Linked DNA regions of Sus scrofa: region 2 is linked to region 1. Evidence: chromatin contacts called from public Hi-C data. All regions are on one chromosome and are shown on one strand. Each heading gives the region's core, a stretch centred on a gene start, on an enhancer-like site or on the middle of the called end of the contact. The rest is flanking DNA. Distances are from core to core; before and after follow the strand shown.

Region 1 (6,184 bases), core at 289-2,788:
AAGAGGATGCAGTGCATATATACAGTGGAATACTACTCAGTCATGAAAAGAATAAAGTAACACCATTTGCTGCAACATGGATGGACCTAGAGATGATCATACTAAATGAAGTCAGACAGAGAAAGACAAATATCGTATGATATCACTAATATGCGGAGTCTTTAAAAAATGATACATGGGAGTTCCTGTCGTGGTGCAGTGGTTAACAAATCTGACTGGGAACCATGAGGTTGCAGGTTTGATCCCTGGCCTTACTCAGTGGGTTAAGGATCTGGCATTGCCTTGAGCTGTGGTATAGGTTGCAGACACAGCTCGGATCCTTTGATGTTGTGGCTCTGGCGTAGGCTGGCAGCTACAGCTCCGATTAGACCCCTAGCCTGGGAACCTCCATATGCTGCGGGAGCGGCTCTAGAAAAGGCAAAAAGACAAAAATAAATAAATAAATAATTTAAAATGATACAAATGAATTTATTTACAAAACAGAAAGAGACTCACAGACAGAAAATAAACTCATGGTTACCAAATGGGAAATGTGGCAGTCGTGTGTGTGTGTGGGGGGGGGGGGTGATAAATTAGGAGTTTGGGATTAACATACACATACTACTACATATAAAATAATCAACAAAGACCTATTGTACAACTCAAGGAACTCTACTCAATAATCTGTAATGACCTATATGGGGAAAGAATCTGAAAAAGGATGGATATGTGTATATGTGTAGCTGAATCCACTATATTCCAATATAAAATAAAAATTAAATTTTAAAAAATGGCAGGAAGATAGAAGTCCCCTTAAGCCAAGCAGGCCTACAGCTGGTGCTGAGCATGAGGTCAGCCCTCTGGAAGCACATGACAATGTAAGGGAGAGGGGAACCTGAAGGAACACCGGAATGCTGCTAGTAAGCTGGAGATGGGTGCTGGGTAGGAAACCCGTAAAGAGCTCCCTTCCTGGTCTCCACGCCTGATGGAAGTTCTCACCATTTTTTTCTGCGTTTGTGCTTTTTAGGGCCGCCCTCGAGGCATATGGAGGTTCCCAGGCTAGGGGTCGAGAACCAGAGCTACAGCTGCCAGCCTACACCACAGCCACAGCAACACCAGATCCAAGCCTCGTCTGCGACCTACACCACAGCTCACGGCAACGCCGGATCCTTCACCCACTAAGTGAGGCCAGGGATGGAACCCGAAACCTCATGGTTCCTAGTCGGATTCGTTTCGGCTGTGCCACGAATGGGAACTCCTCTCACCATTTTAAACTCTATGGGAAATTCTCCAGGAGGACCTGGGAAGGGATAAATTCAATTCTTATACTTATCTTCCTATTTTACTCCCAAACCCTTAGAGATCACCCAACTCAAGCAGTTAACAGAAGACAGTACGATACCTGGTCCCCACCAGGAATTGTTGCTTAATTTTTTTAATGACAAAACCAACAACAGACACAAGTGCAGGTGGCTGGAGGCCAGGCCACTCGGGACCCTGGCACTTTGCCCCTGCACTCAGCCCTGTGGCCTCTTCCTGCCCTGTCTCAGGCCAGGCCAGCTGTGTGCCTGTCACAGAGTTGTGGGACAGGCAGAAGAGGGCTGTCCCTTCCTTTCTCAGGCCTTGCTCCCCTGGGGAACCACTTCCTTGGGGGGGATGGTATCGGAACAAACGTCACCACAGCAGGTGCAGAAGTGAAACTACCTAAAATGCATTTACGAGCTGATTTTTAAAGGTTATTAAAGATAATTAAATAATGCTCAGACTTCTGTGAAAACATACAAACAAACAAAATTTCCTTCATCCTACAAATAAGGGAACTCAGACCTCAAAGGGCAAGGGCCTGTCCAAGGTCACACTGTGGCTATAGCTGGGTATACATTCATTTAAACCTTCCTCACCTTTTTCTGAGACTCATGTGTGATGGTCAATTTCATGTGTCAGCTTGGCTAGGTCACGGTACCCAGATATTGGTCAAACACTATTTCTCCATGTTTCTGTGAAGGCATTTTCTAGATGAGATTAATATTTAAAGTACTAGACTTCTAGTGAAGCAGATTACCAAGATGTGGGTGAGCCTCAGCCAATCATTCAAAGCCCTCGATAGAAAACAGACCAATTTCCCCTGAAGAAAAGGGAATTCTGCCAGCCAACCACACGGGGCTTAAGCTGCAACCACCCCCCCCTTCCCCCGCCCCCGGGGTCTCCAGTCTCCTGCCTACCCTGCAGATTTTGGACTCACCAGCCTCCACAATCACGTGAGCCAGTTCCTCAAAACGAATCCCTCTCTCCCTGCACCAGCAAACCTCATTTTATTGCTCTTCGCTCTATGGTGCCCTGCAGATATTGCACTTTTTACAAATTGAAGGTTTGCAGCAACATGTTCCAAAAGGAATAATGAGCGTGCGGCCCTGCAGCTGGGTGCAAGGGAAGTGGTATCTGAGAATGGAATCTATTCCTGGTGAAGATGCTGTGAAGATTGTTGAAATTGACCACAAAGGATTTAGAATGTTACATAAACTTCGTGGATAAAGCAGTGGCAGGGTGTGAGAAGACTGACTCCAATTCTGAAAGAAATTCTACAGTGGATAAAATGCTATCAAACAGCATTGCATGTTACAGAGAAATCATTCCTCAAAGGAAGAGTCGATTGATACACAGAACATCATTGTTGCCTTATTTCAAGACATCGCTACAGCCACTCTAACCCTCAGCAGCCACCACCCTGATCAGTCAACAGCCAACAACATCCCGGCAAGACCCTCCATCGGCAAAAACATGATGAAACGCTGGAATATATATGTATAACTAAATCACTTTGCTGTACATCGAAAATATTGTCAATTAACTCTATTTCAATAAAAAGCAAAACAAAACAAACAAAAAAAATTTTTTTAAAATTAAGGTACCTAGGAAGTTCCTGGCATGGTTCAGTGGTTACGGACCCAACTAGTATCCATGAGGACGCAGGTTCAATCCCTGGCCTCCCTCAGTGGGTTAAGGATCTGGTGTTGCGGTGAGCTGTGGTGATTTGACCCCTAGCTTGGGAACTTCCTTCCATATGCCATAGGTGTGGCCCTAGAAGGCTAAATAAATAAATAAAGTTAGCTGCATCGTTTTTAAAAGACATAATGCTATTGCACACTTGATACACAGAGTAAACATAACTTACATGCGCTGGGAAAGCCAACAACTCATTTGACTCACTTTATTGCAATGTTTGCTTTATTTCAGTGGCCTGGAATTGAACCCCCAATATCTCTGAGGTCTGCCTGTATGCACACATCCTATTAGTTTTGTTTCTCTGGAAACCCTGACTGATAGATTTGTCATTACTTCTCTAAAGACCCAGAAATCTCTTTATCCTAACTTTGGATTCAGACCTTCTTCTTCTTTTTTTTTTTTTTTTTTTTTCTTTTCTAGGGCTGCATCCGTGGCATATGGAGCTTCCCAGGCTAGCGGTCTAATCAGAGCTGTAGCTGATGGCCTACACCACAGCCACAGCAACTCCGGATCCTTAACCCACTGAGCGAGGGAACCTGCAACCTCATGGATCCTAGTTGGGTTTGTTAACAACTGAACCATGCCAGGAACAACCCAGATCTTCATATTAAAGAAATAATATTCTTTTATTCTTCTTCTTTTTTTTTTTCCTTTTTAGGGCCACACCTGTAGCCTATGGAAGTTCCGAGAGAAATAATGTTCTAAAACAGCCATTGTTCCGAGTGGGTGTAGGATTATTAAACAACTAGTTTCAAGTTGGTGATGAGTTGGGGGACTGCAGAGACAGCTGTCAGGGGTTTTCCCAACTGAACCGAGGATGTAACAGCAGGAAAGAAGCTCACCCTGGGAAAGGTCAGAGTCAGGTTAAACATCAACAAAGATTTTTTTCCTCCCTGCTGCATCCCTTCCTGTTTGGGGCAATTTATCCATGTGGTCAGGATCCGCTCTACACCACCGGGCTCCCTGTGGTTGCCTCACGGTCTGCCCACATCCATTCTCCCTAAATAGTACCCCACATTTCCTTTGGGGCATAGCCCTCCCTGTCTGTGGGTGGGGGATTGTGGTGACGCTCGCACATGGGAATTCAAGGGATCGGCCTCTCCTGGCTCCAGTTCAGCTGCAGCAAGAGTGCGTGACTTCAGCTCAGCCAACCGGTTACTCTCTCCTGGGACTTTGAATCTTGAACAAATGACAGGAGACTAAGAGGGGAAAGCTGGCGCCATCCACGGCAGCTGAGGTGGAAGAGGCATCCGTATTTTGAAGAGGCTCCTCTGGTTATGAGACAATTTCTAGAGTTTCTTCAAACCTTGTCCAAGTTTTGGCCTTTTTTTTTTTTTGGTGGTGGTGGTGGGGTGTTGAATCCGAACCACGTCTGTGACCTATGCCACAGCTGTGGCAATGCCGGATCCTTAACCCACTGCACCACAGTGGGAATTCTTCCAGAGGGCTCTTGATATTCCTGATATTTCCAAATCTGATTCTCAGAGTCCTATAAATTCTGACAGTCCCTATGAAACTTTGCTCGATTTATCCAGAATTGGCTTCTATAATGGACAACCATGACCCCTGACCACTGCAAGTCCTTGGGTTCTGTTCTTGGATCTGCTTCTAACTGAGTGATAAGTCATTTCACTTGCATGAGCCTCACTTTCCTCATATGTAAAATTAGGGACTGAGACTAGATCCATATTCTGCAAATACTTTTCAGCCACAAAGAAAACTTTGTGTAGGGAGTTCTCTTGTGGTGCAGTAGGTTAAGGGTCTAATGTTGTCACTGCAGTGGCTTGGGGTGCTGCAATGCCACAGGTTCAATCCTTGGCCCCAGGAACATCCACATGCTGCAGACATGGCCAAAAATAAACAAATAAACAAATAAATCAAACCACCAAACCACAAAAAAACAAAAACTTTGTGTAAACAAAAACTTCCTGATGGGAGCAAATAGTCATAAAACTGATCAGTGTAGCACTGCTCTGGTTAAAGAATTTCAAAACTCCTGAATCCGTCCCTTAGCTCTTTCTTAAGAGCACCCCATCGTGACTTCTGCTCTAATAACGTAATGGGAAACGCTTACACTTCCCCTCTCTCATTGCAGCAAAAGACGGCCTGGGTCAACTTCATTAACTCAGGGAGGCATCAAACTCTCAGTTTCTCATTGACAAAGATTTGTTTCCTCTTAAAGAAATGTGCTAAGCACATGCTTGTGAAATGTTTAAATACACGCACGCACACGCGTGCATACACACACACACACACAGAGTCAATTTAGCTGCCAAGTTTTAAGAGCACTCTTTTTTTTTTTTTCTTTTTGTCTTTTCTAGGGCCGCACCTTGAGGCATATGGAGGTTCCCAGGCTAGGGATCTAATCGGAGCTGTAGCCGTCAGCCTGCACCACAGCCACAGCAACACCAGATCCGAGCCACGTCTGTGACTTACACCACAGCTCTTGGCAACGCTGGATCCTCAACCCACTGAGCGAGGTCAGGGATTGAACCTGAAACCTCATGGTTCCTAATAGGATTCATTAACCACTGAGCCACGACGGGAACTCCTAAGAACACTCTTTATTGTGGATAAGGCACAACAAAGCCACAAAAAGCAAAAAAAGTATTGGAATGTGGATGTCCTACTGCTTTTTTTTTTTTAATTTTATTTTTATGGCCGTACCTGCAGCACATATGAAATTTCCTGGGCCAGAGATCAAATCCGCACCTCTGTAGCAACCAAAGCCACTGCAGTTGGATTCTTATCCTGCTGTGCCACAGAGGGAACTCTTCCTGCTGCTCTTTTGAAAGCATTTGTGAACATATGTCTTGTCCATTTTGGATGATTTTATTGGGTCTTCGGGGGATAGAACTGAAACTTTCATGGTAAATAAATTAGTAGTTCTTGTGGGTAAAACAAAAGTAGTATAACTTCCACTATTAATATCTGGTTTATTTACTATCATGGGAGAAACTCCACCACATCCCCCCCCCCCCCCCGCCTGTTGTAACAGGTTCTGTGCTGAGGATTTTCACACAAGGTCTTGTTTATTCTCAAATAGCTCTCTGATTCTTGTGATTCTTGTTTTATAGCCAAGGACATTGAGGCTCAGAGAGGTTAGTAACTTGTCTAAACTCACATAGCTAGTAGGAAGCCACTAACTGCATGGCTCCAAAGCTTTTGTTCTTTTAAATATGATACTCTACTCATCTAGATA
Region 2 (6,025 bases), core at 2,366-4,865, 180 kb after region 1:
CCCCCGGGCTCCCCGCCTCGGCCACTCCGCGTCCCCGATGCCGAGGCATGGATAGAGCGGCGCTGCGCGCGGCGGCTATGGGGGAGAAGAAGGAGGGCGGCGGCGGGGGAGCCGCGGCGGCCGCGGATGGGGGCGCCGGGGCCGCGGCCAGCCGGGCGCTGCAGCAGTGCGGGCAGCTCCAGAAGCTCATCGACATCTCCATCGGCAGCCTGCGCGGGCTCCGCACCAAGTGCGCCGTGTCCAACGACCTCACCCAGCAGGAGATCCGGACCCTGGAGGTGAGGAACCGCGGCGCCACAGAATCGGGGGCCCGCGCTGGGTCTGAGGAGGCAGGGGTCGGCGGCCCTGAACGCACCCCAGCACCTCCCTCGCCGCTCCAGTTCACTGCTTTCCCAGTTGCATCCTTGAGCCGGGTCACCTCCTTTGCGGCTTCCTCTCCCTCCTCCACTTGCTCCTGCGGCGGGTGCAGGACCCAGGACCAGTCCCTCACCTTGGGCGGAATTTGGGGGGAGGGGCGTAGTGGGACCTGAGATGGAGGCTCGAGGAGCCCACGGGCGGGATGGGCTGCGCGCGGACATCCCCTGCCACCCCCCACCCCATTTCCACCTCGCCTGGCCGCAGGACTCCTTCTCCCACTGAGTCACATGCTAGACTTTTTCCTGGGTGACTGAGCCCAGCCGCTGTGGGCCGGGGTGATGGGGCGGGTCGAGGTCCCTCTGAAGTGTGAGCGTAGGCCGGTCGTTCTCTGCCTTGCCCTCACGCCCCAGACGCTGTCTTGTCCCTTCCTTTCCTTTCCTTCAGGTTCTCGTCCGTCTCTTATCAAAGTGTTTGCTGAAACTGCATTTTTGCCTCTGGGGCATTGAGTGCTTCTCTTTCGCACTGCCCCAGCGTTTCACTGCTCCCAATGTAATTACCCACCAACCTCCCCCTGCCCCGCACCCCCACCCCCCCACCCCCCCACCCCCCGGGGTTGGGGGGCTTTGGCTTAGGAGCTATTATGTTGGGGACCAAAGCTTTCCGTGCGCCGATGACAATATTTAAGGGGTTCTGGTGGAGGCAGCCTCCATTGTAAAGAAGAAATAGGACATGCGGCCCTTACCCTCTCAAATTATAGCTGGGAAGTGCAGTATTTAAAGGATTTGGAAGAATCAACCAAAAGGGTTGTTGGGGGTCCCAGAAGGGGGAGTCCCCCTCCCCCATACCCAGTAGAGGGAAACTGGTACCTTCCCAGCTTGCTTTTGTCCAGAGGCTGGGGAGGCTGTGAAATTCCAGGCACCCCTTAATTGCTGCTATTCTACTTTGAAAAAGAGGCCTCTTTCCACCTTGTGTTGTCACATCTGACCTTCTGCAGATCTGGAGATATTTTGTGTTATTAGAACCTTAACTTTTCATCCTAACTCCCCGCACCACCACCACCATTGTCTCTGCCAGCGGTGACCAGGCCAGCTGGTGATTTGTGGCAATTATGAGACCCGGTCCTCTGTGCACACCACAGGCCAGAATCCCTGTTTGATCCCAAACGGTCGGGGGTGACTGTTTTCCTTTAGTTTTATTTTCTTGAAAGCTACGAAACCAGAGACATTGGAAGCATCTCATCAGTGCTAGCTATTATTATTTTTGTTGTAGTTGCTATAGCAGTACTGACCAGGGCTTTTACTTAAAAAACAAACCAACCAACAACCCCACCCCACCCCACCCCACCCCACCCCACCCCTTCCCCCCCACGACTGTCCCTTCTGCATGCACGCTGCTGTTTTCCAACTGGTGAGAGAAACTGGTTTCTTGAACACAGCTGAGAGTGTTTGCCCAGCAAAGTTCAGTTTTTAAACCAACACAATAGGGGGCCTGTGTGGCTTCGTTCTGGGAGGAGGGGTCGTTGTCCAGCAACACAGGGCTGGTTGGGCCGCTACGTTGTTGGGATGAGAAAACGTTCTCTGTTAGCCTCTCTGAATGTCCCCACGTCGCTCCCAAGTGCTCCTGCTTGGGAGAGTGGGCCTGGGAGAATCATGTGCTGCTTTTTCTCTGGAAGCGGTGCCTTGCCTTCTTGGTGCCCTCACTTCCAGGGTCACTCATTTGGACCAAGGGTTGGCATTAGGACACCCCAGGGTGTCCCTGTACTTGAGTTTCTGGGTTGGTTTATTCAGTGGCCTCCTTCCTGGGTGTGTATTGGATGATCAGCTCTGGCCACCAGAAGCCCATCCAAAGGCCCAAAGGGGTTCGCAGTGGGAACCAGACCCAGTACCCAGCTCCGTGTCCTCTCCACTATCATGTGGATTTGGGTCCACCTTACTCCCTGAAAAGGTGGGACCTGGGCTGTTTGGGGGATGGGACTTTAGATGCCAGGATCCAGTTCCCTAGGCCTCAGCCTCCCTTCTTGAATAGGGAGCTTAGAGTGGTCTCTGCAGGCTCTTATGGCCCTCAATTCTGCGGTCTAGGGAAGGGGCCTCAATGGGGTTGAAATAAATGTTTGTTCTAACACCCCTGTGTAAGAATATCCCTAAGAGTGGTTCTAAAATCCAGATTTACCAAACTGATAGAATGGGGGGATGGTATTACTCCAAGCATGCTGACGACAGGGGCACGGTGGCCAGTGACTTTGAATTCGGGTCCAGATACTGTCTGTATGACCTTGGGCCAGTCCCATGACGTCTGAATCTCAGGCTTCCTCATCTGTAAAATGGGCACAAGGCTACTTAAACCGGTGACTTTGTTGTGAGTCTCTAAGTCCGCAGGCTTTCTACCAAGAGAGTCAGCCCATGAACTTTCCCAGTGAGAGTCCAGTGAAGGCATTCACACCCCAGGCCACATGTAGGGGAAGGTTCTTTGACAGCCGGCTCTTGTTTCCGAGAGCTGGTGACACAAGCCAGGAAACAGTCCCGGCAGCCTGTGGTGAGGTCAGGTGGGGCAGTGGGATGTCCACTCTGGCTTTCTTTCCTGTTCTGCAGGCTCTCCTCACATACCAGGCCAGGGCCCCCAGAGACAGGGCTTGCAACATTGGATTCTTGGCTTTTGAAGAAGGGGCTGACCAGAGGGTTTGGCTTACGCAACCACGCCAGACTTCTCCCAGCATCGGAGGAACCCCAGCCCACTCTGGCTCCCACTACATATGCACTCAATGAGGTGCCCCGGGAAGTCCCTGACCCTGGGCCCGACAGCTGGTGCCTCAGATCGTAGCCTGGATCATCGGGGGTGGGGGGTCAGCACGTCTGGGGCCCTGCCTTCCTCCAGGGAGTGGTGGTCCAGTCTGGATCCAAAAGACTGGAAGAAGCCAAGGTTTAATATCTGCCTCCTACCTGCCAGTCGGTGTGCTGGACCCCCCTCCGTCTCTGCAGATTTCCTGGAAATCCACCAGCCTTCATCACACGCATATTTTTTCCTCTCGAGATGAGAAGGGGAAGGAGATAAAATCTGAACCCAGAGTCTGAATCTGTAAACAGAAGTTGGGAGGCAACTTCATTCCAGCAGAACCTGGTGCCTTCTCTCCATCAGACCCTCCTTGGGGTCTGACAACTCCACGGAGGCGAGATGGAATGTTCTCCTTCCCCGGATGTGCTCACACGGGGACACCTGGCTGCCTTGCAGCTGGGCCTGGAGCTCCACGTGGGTTCTTTCCTTCGTTCACGTGTCCTCTTTGGGCCAGATCTGTGCCAGGCAGGGAGACAGTGGTGCCTCACGGAGTCATGTTTTCTGGACATTGTAACTTTGCCTTTTCCTGCCAGCCGTCTAGCACTTTCTAGAGACAGGCCTTGCCACACCAAGTGTCCCCATCTGGTGCTCTTATAGAGACAAGTTTCTGCTAAGCAAGCTGATCTAGAGAAAGGGGTCCTCAAAGGGCCTTGACCTTCACTCCGCTCCGCTGTGGCAGAGGTCAGACCCTTGCGGTGTGGAGGACCTGAGCTCTCCCTGCGGTGCCCCCCCGCTTCCCAGAGTGGTGGACGGTAGAGCTGCTGGGAGAGGAGGGGGTGCCATTTGTTCCCACAGAGCAGGTCCTTGGGGGTGTGCATGGACATGTATTCACTCAACAAACCTGCAGTTATTACTGATTTGCCTGCTGAGCTGCTCGCTGCCACCACCCTGGCAAGGATGCTGAGGTAGGTGGGATGCTTTCCCAGTGTGTGGGGACACGTTGGGTCTAATGGAGGAGCCAGGCCAGCAAACAGTAGCAACTTCAGAACAATGACTTGCTAAGAGTGCCTCGGAATTGAGAATGTGCTGGTTGGCCGGTCCGACTCTTGCTTTTATGGGAAATAGTCCCAGCGTCTTGGTAGTGACTTGTCCCGAGTCGAATGCCCCTGGCAGAGCTGAGAGCGAAGTCCGGTTTCCTTTCCCCGCCCAGCCCCCGCCTCAGAGTGTGGCGTTTCTCTGCTTCTGCCCTGCCCCATGGTTCTAACCTCCTGTGGGAGGCTTTCACTCTAGCCACCCCCCGGAGGGAGGCAGAGCTGGGGCACTGTCCCCTTTGGTGTCTGCTTTCAGCTTGGCAATTTTTTTCCCCTGGTGAAACTTGCCACCAGCGTTCCTCGGAGGCAGTCTGGAGAGGACTCTGCAGGTCCCAAGAATGGGGAGGCCTGGGGGGTGTTGGAAGGGAGGCCTTATCAGATCTGCAGCCCAGGTGAGCCTCTGCCTGGGGACACCACTGGGAGGGCCTCCTTCCCCGCCAGGTCGGCTGGCAAGCTGGGAACACTGCATTCCCCACCCCAGGATCCTGGACCTGCCCGGTGGCTGTGGCCTGGAGAGGGGCTGCAAAGGCCCTGGTCGTTGGTGGCCGTGTGCGCAGCGGTGGGGGCAGTAAGAGTGCCTGTGGCCAAGTCTCTCTGTGCTTTTGAAAAGGACATCCTTTCAGAGTAGACTGATTGGGATCTTTTCCTGCATTCAGTTCAAAGGGAAAGCTGCGTAGAGGGGCCTGTGGGGTTATGGGAGGACCTTCCAGCGGAGCGAGGGCAGAGCTGGAACGAGAAACCTTCTCGGTCACCTGTTCTGAGGCTCTTGGCACGTGTTGCCCCATTTCATGCTCACAAGGACCCGTGAGGTTTTGTCCCCATTCTGCAGATGAGGACATGGCAGCTCAGAGAGATTCAGAGAGTGAGTTACTCGGCGGTAGAACCTGGGTTAACTGGTCTTCAGAGCTCATGTTCTGAACCTCACAACTGCCTCTAGACACTGGGGGCAGGGTGGTATTCTGCTCAGGGTCATGACAGCTGAGCCCAAGGAAGTGGCCAGGAACAAAAAGGGCCAGCCCAGGGGCGCCTGGTGGCTCAATTCCAGATGCCGGGGCCTTTTGGTGGCCACCCCAGACTGTGCGGCCCCAGTGCTCGGGCTGGGGGCCGCTTCCCTAAAGTGCTGCCCGGCACATCCTCAAAGACAGGTCTCTGTCAGCAAAGTGTGATGCAATCGCTCCGTGCTGCTCTCATTCTGAGAAATGAGAAGCTGCCTAGAGATCCTCTTACTCATAATTGTTTTAATAGATACCTGCCCTTCTCTCGGCATCATTCCTCTGGTGAGCACTGCACTCGTTAGCTTTCCAGTTGTATTAAAATATTTTAAAATCCACATCATGATAAAGGCTCATTATTCCAAAGAAAACACAAATGACTATCAGGATAACGCAGCCATAATGCCACCTCTCAGAGTTAATTCTTGTTCATGTTTGGCTGTATATTCTTCTACTGTTTGGCTCCCCTGCATTTGCGTACAAACGTACAGGGATGTATTCCTGCTGCTCACATGTGCGAAGCCATGGAAATGTTCTCTGTCCGCACCAGTGCACACAGGTGTGCACTATGCCTAGTAGTGGCTGCATCTTGTGGTCATGTCATAAACTCATCACACCCGTCCCCACTTGCGGCCATTCAGGCTCTTTCCACACCTTGCTAATAGAAACCTTGTTGCGGCGAGTGCATGAGTGTATTCCTAGAGGTGGAATTTGCTGGGTCAGAGTGTTTGTACACATTTAACCCTATTCTTTGAAATCTTTAGGGCCTGGCATGTTCCCCCTGTCCCCTCCCCCCCACCCGCCCCCCTCCCCCAC

What was found. A called contact is a pair of places that touch in the nucleus more often than the background predicts.
Region 2: a Hi-C map of mesenteric adipose tissue shows a contact between it and region 1, with 1.5 times the contacts expected there. The contact joins two enhancer-like sites. A contact is called at or near these places in 2 of 47 Hi-C or Micro-C datasets (embryonic fibroblasts and mesenteric adipose tissue) and 1 of 2 datasets of contacts at active chromatin or transcription factors (alveolar macrophages).

The regions. Positions count from the first base shown.
Region 1 is chr12:43,809,618-43,815,801 of Sscrofa11.1, forward strand. No RefSeq gene overlaps it. Among named protein-coding and RNA genes, the nearest start is that of NF1, 59 kb to the left of the region's middle. Within about 2 kb of position 1,539, at least 25 of the 83 cell types and tissues checked have an H3K27ac peak or open chromatin away from gene starts, as enhancers often do. A contact at or near this core is called in mesenteric adipose tissue, where this site is marked.
Region 2 is chr12:43,985,881-43,991,905 of Sscrofa11.1, forward strand. The region is part of intron 1 of KSR1 (kinase suppressor of Ras 1); the gene reads left to right. Among named protein-coding and RNA genes, the nearest start is that of KSR1, 62 kb to the left of the region's middle. Within about 2 kb of position 3,616, at least 10 of the 83 cell types and tissues checked have an H3K27ac peak or open chromatin away from gene starts, as enhancers often do. A contact at or near this core is called in mesenteric adipose tissue, where this site is marked.